Linked DNA regions of Rattus norvegicus: region 2 is linked to region 1. The links are chromatin contacts, called in public Hi-C maps. All regions are on one chromosome and are shown on one strand. The core of a region is the stretch at or near the end of the contact, and the rest is flanking DNA. Distances in the headings are between cores, read along the strand shown.

Region 1 (2,640 bases), core at 92-2,591:
GGTTCATGTGTTCAGCCATTGCATTCAGCCTGAGCACAACACCCTTCCTCTACAAGCTTCGACCCTCCCTGCAGGTGAATAGGACATCAAGAAAAAGCCATAATATGCGATTAATCTTACAACATCTGAAATAAACCTAAGAAGCGAGTACCTAACCAGGCAGGGTGCAGCTTGGGAGAGTGAGGGTGTATCATTTCCCTGGAAAGTATCTTTCTCAAACTGCTAGCAGTTGACAAATCCCTTAAAGGGAACTTCTCAAGTCAGTTCATTGTTGTTCCCAGTATGCCAGTAAACAATCCGCTGCTAGACCAGCTGTGACTCCCGAGTAAGTAAGTCTGACTACACCCAGTGGTCGGTTCAAAGGGTTCATAGATCTAATACTTGGATTGTCTGGTCTTGCTAAACCGCTGCAGAAGGAAACTCCTTCTGCGCTGTTTGGAGTTAGCACCACCTTTGGAGGGCCATCTGGACTCCTTTTAGGAAAGCAGACTTAGGAATCCCAGTCTGTGCTACAGGATCCCCAGATTCCTGGCCATAATAAAGATGGAGGGGTTGTCTTGGTGAGAACCAGGGCTGATTCCTGGTGAACGAGAGCATTTACCCATCTCCCTTCCATCTGCTCTATTTCCTTTACGTCCAGAAAAAGAGGTTACAGTTTTAAGGTGCTATAGGACGCGTCCCCTTCCCGTGTACAAAACATTTCCCTGCGGCTATCACAAAACCGATTTGGGGCAGAGAAACTCGACACGGAAAAGCAGCTTTCAAAAGTTCAGATTCCTCTGTTTTCCGCTTCCTGTCCCGGGGATCGCACAACGGTAGAGCCGCACTGATGAGATCCACGTGGAGCAGGTTCTTGGGAGTGTCTAACATTCACCCCCGAAGGGCCCCCCTTCAATCACGCCTAACTATCTAGTCTCTAGAGGGAAGAGTCAAGTCATCTAATGGAGCCTAGACAAGTGTTGAGAAGAACCAGGAGAAGGACACGGCTCCAGGGATTCAGGGTTGATCTAGGTGGTAGCAGAATCCCGCGCGCCCGCCGCACTCAGGGAAGGCAGAGGGTAGGGCTCCTAGGGGCGGGGCCGCGCATCCGGTGGGCGTGGTCTGGGTGGTATTTGGGAGAGGGCGCGGCAAGTGAGAAGCCCGAGCAGGCTATAGGCGGGGCTACAGTGGGCGTAACCAGGCGCCAAGTGGGCGGGGTTGTGTGTAGTTGAGAGCAGGCGCTCAGTCTCCTCAGGTTCCGGGGGCGGGTCCAGGTCCAGAGGAGGCGTGGCTACGTGTCGGGGGCGGGGCTTGAGGGCGGGGCGGATAGAGCACAGGGGTAAGCGAGACCCAGGAGCTGGCGAGAGCCAGCCGCGCCTGGGGCCGGAGTGCTCACCGTTGTTGGCTTGCTGGTGATCCGCTGTCCTCCACCCAACCCCCTCTGGGACCGAGCGCCCCCGGCGGAGCTCAGAGGGAGGAAGGCGGGTCGCCAGCCCCTTGCCGCCCTCCCCCAGCCGGGGAAGAATGTGCCACCAGCTGTTCTCCGCCCGGGAGCACTTCGCCCAGAAGTGAGGAACTTGGAGGAAGGAGAGACAAAGGCTGCAATTGGGACGGAGGAGGTCCGAGACGAGGACAAAAGGTGCGGAGAAGCAGCAGCGACCGGGGGATGGCAGCGCGGCGGCTCCGCGGGCTGGAGTCGCCCCGAGGCGCACCGTGACACGCGTGGATTCCCGGGATCTGCCGCTGCTCTGACTTCCGCAACTGGAGCGGTGCTGGGAAGGTGCGGGCGCCGGAACAATGGACAGCTTCTTTCCCGAGGTGAGTGGCGGGGAGGACCTGGCTGAGACCAGGACCGGGACCCGCACACCGAGCGCGCCCCGGCCGGCGCCTGCGCGTCCCAGGAGGGGAAACTTTGTGGGAGTCTCCTGAAACCCCACTCCCTCCGCCGGCCCCGAGTCTAGGATGAGTAAGCCTAGGCAGGTTTGAGTTTGTCCTGCGCTCGCATGTCCCCGGGCGTGGGTGGCTAGCTGACACGCCGCGCCAGGTGAGTCCCCGGGCGCCGGGCGGGGGAGAGCTGCGGGGAGGTCGGCCCGGGTGCAGGAAACGCGGTAAAAGGCGCAGCCGGGACGTGCCTTGCTCCAAGAAAGGTCTGGGACTTCCTTTGCCGAACGTGCGGGCTTCCTGTGGCTTCCAGAGGAGCCGGCTAACGAAGTGTGAGCCGGCCGGCTGGCTCCAGTCAGTTAGTGCCCTGCCTCCCTGGGCCTTCAAGTTTGGGGTCCATACTTTACCAGCGCCGCTCAGGTCCGGTTTGCGGATAATTTCAGAGCACGAGACAGATGATCCTGTTTTTAATACCGTTTTCTTGGTAGATCGTGAATTCGAGTTTAAACAAAACTCGTTTAAGGCAAACAATGGTTATTTTAGAAGATGAAACCGATGCTCGCTTTAGGGTCTTTGAGGGCGGGACACCATAGTTACTTGAGACGGGACTTGAAAGTTTCCTTTTCCCCCTGGGATGGAGAGCCGCTCTGGTTTCTTGGCACCGATTCCTTTCTTGGTTGTGATTATTTAATAAATTCTGTTTAAGTTTTGAGGTTTGAAGTGGCTCAGAGTAAACTTAGCTGACTTGGGGGAGGCTGATGAGATTTTTGCTGAAAGTCA
Region 2 (2,640 bases), core at 48-2,547, 110 kb after region 1:
AGGCAGGTGTGAGCTGTCCCAGTGTCAACCAAGGTCCTCTGCAAGAGCAATACGTGCCCTACCCTGCTGAGCTGTCTCTCCAGTCCCCTAAATTCTACTTTTTAATGGACATTTAAGTGGAAGCTTATGCTATCATAAACCTTAAGTATATGACGTTACATATATGTGACTTTAAAACTCATGTAAGGATTCCCCCACCCCCCATGTATTAATAAGGTTAGTGTGAATCCTTGGTTGGCCTTCTACATTTGACAGTGACCTTAGTGTCTCTCCCTCTCCCTCTCCCCTCCCCTCTGTGTGTGTGTGTGTGTGTGTGTGTGTGTGTGTGTGTGTGTGTGTGTGTATAAGGAGAGTTTAGCTTCTTGTGGTTCTTTTGAATGTGAGTGAACTCTGAAGATGGTAGAGCAGTGTCAAAAACAAAAATCACAACTCATTTACTTGTAGGTGCCATTGAGTCCTTGTCACAATTTAGGAGTTGAGGCAACCTTCAAACCATTAGGTAGAGTGAGAGTTCTCCCTGGGACAGAGCAGAACAGAGGAATTCCTGAGAGGGACAGGGAGTGAAACAGGAGAACCACACAGACTGGCTGATCCCAGGCTACCTTTGTAAGGGTTGAAGTGGAGGAACTTCCTGCTCAGATTGACCCAGACAGACTGGAGTCTCCTGATTTCAGTAAAACCTAGTTGAGCCTGGAGTTCATGTGCTTCCATAAGGCTTCAGTTCGATTGTGCAGCACTTGTCAGGAGTGACTCCATTTTGGTGTAATTTCGTCCTTCCTTCAGAGCCCTGTACAGAGCACAGTCCTAAACAATGCCCCCTATAATTCTGTCCTGGGTAAAACGCTAAGGCTGGCTTGTCTGTACTGCTTCACACTGGGACAGTGTGTGGTAAGCGGCCAGCCTTCACTGTCAGTCAAAGGGGGTGAGTAATCCAGAGGAAGTGTTGGCTCTTCGCTTACTTGCTGTTTGGAGTTTTCAAAAATGGAGCCATTTCTTAACCGTGTCTTCTGTATTGTGGGATGGTATGAGAATCACTGGGTTCTTGAGGTGTGGCTTGCTGGGTGCTGAGGAGAGTTGGCTGTTTGCTTGGAATGGGACTATGTGACACAGGCCATGGTCTGTGACTGACATACAGTAGGAAGCAGGTGAAGGACATGTGTATGGGTGAGGACAGTCTAGAATGGGACCAAACCCTGTGGAAAAGCTCCTCTTGTTATAAACCTCACAGAGGCTCGGAGAACCTTCTCTGTGGAGAGCATGAGGCTTGGACCTGGTGGATGACTGACGACAGAGATTTGAACTTTAGCCTCTGCTCCAACCGAGTGCTACGTCCTGCAGAAGCCATGATGCAAGGACTTTGTTTAACCTTTGGACATAGTCTTTTAGACGCTAGAGATGCCCCTTTAGTTAGCCATCAACTAGGAAATGACAGAAATTAGGTTTGATCTGATTTATGTTTTAAGAAAAAATGTGTTGTTTGGGAATTTGATTCATAGGAAGGGCGTTGCTTGATCAGCAGATGCAAACAGAGAAAGGGAGAATGTAAGGACCAGACATTGTAGGCATGCATGGATCTAGAACTACCAGCTGCAGTCTGTCCTGCTAGCAGCCCAAGCATGCCAGTGCATGGAGAGTCAGTTCCTGGAGCACAGTCTGCTGCTGGTGTTCACCCGCCTCCTTCCTGATTACAGAGCACAGCGCTCCCAGCTCTTTGAGCCTCACTGCCCTGAACACTTTGATTTCTTCTTTAGGTAATTTGGCATAATCAAAAGTATCCAGCTGTTACATGCTTACATGCTTGGGGGGATGTGCACATCAGGTTCCACGGCTGATTTTCTCTCCAGCTGTCTCACTCTCTTCGTCGAAGCAGGGTCTCTGATGTTTCTCCTGAGCCTACTCGATCCTGTCTCTTCCCTTCTCTACCTTTTTCCCCCCCTCAGAGTTTTCCTGGTCTCCCAATCCCAGCTGGGCAGCTTCTCCAAGTCCCCAGGTATCATTTCCTGGTACCTCACAACCTGGGTTGGGTTCTGAGTGCTCATGATGGTCACCCCAAAATATGCCCTTCCTCTCACAACTCTCTCTCATAGCTGCCCTATGCCAACGCTGAGGTCTGGAAGCCACTTTTTTTTTTTTCTTGGAGGTAGATTTGTTTTGTTCTCTCCAATGTAAAGTAAAACTATCAAAGTCAACCGCGCTGATTTCATGTGTACAGCGTGGTAACTTTGGACAGATGTGGAAACTGTTATCAGCATCCAGGTCGTCATGCTGGTAGGCTCATTGATACCCATATCTGTCCAGAGCCTCTCTGTCACATACTGCCCCACCTCCACCCCCAAGTCTGTCAGGGGTGCTGTGCATGCTCCCTGCCCAGCCCTAGGACTGAACTTCTACCTCAGAGTGTCAGAGGGTGATAACCTGGATTTAAGAAACCCTGTCTATCTCAATCAGGAAATGTCCCCAGTTTGTTTCTCTTGACTTTTGTTTGCTTCTTTTGTTTTTAGTCAAGGTCTTACATAGTAGCATCGGCCTTGCTAGGTAGGCAAGGATGACTGTGAACTTCCTGCATGTTTGTACAACTATTCCTGGTTTATGCAGTACAGGGAGTCAAATCCAGGTTTTCAGCACAATAGGCAAGAGCTC

The links. Hi-C and Micro-C count contacts between places; a contact is called where the count stands out from the background.
Region 2: a contact with region 1 is called in a Hi-C map of kidney, with 4 times the contacts expected there. The contact joins the enhancer-like site here to the promoter of Myo10 in region 1. A contact is called at or near these places in 10 of 12 Hi-C or Micro-C datasets (the A7r5 cell line, the Rat2 cell line, Schwann cells and 5 more).

The regions. Positions count from the first base shown.
Region 1 is chr2:77,830,191-77,832,830 of GRCr8, forward strand. Myo10 (myosin X) reads left to right here and starts at 1,342. Exons shown (of 41, transcript NM_001401822.1): 1 at 1,342-1,797. The coding sequence starts at 1,777.
Region 2 is chr2:77,941,569-77,944,208 of GRCr8, forward strand. The region is part of intron 4 of Myo10 (myosin X); the gene reads left to right. Among named protein-coding and RNA genes, the nearest start is that of Myo10, 110 kb to the left of the region's middle. Within about 2 kb of position 1,298, at least 6 of the 93 cell types and tissues checked have an H3K27ac peak or open chromatin away from gene starts, as enhancers often do. A contact at or near this core is called in hepatocytes, kidney and liver, where this site is marked.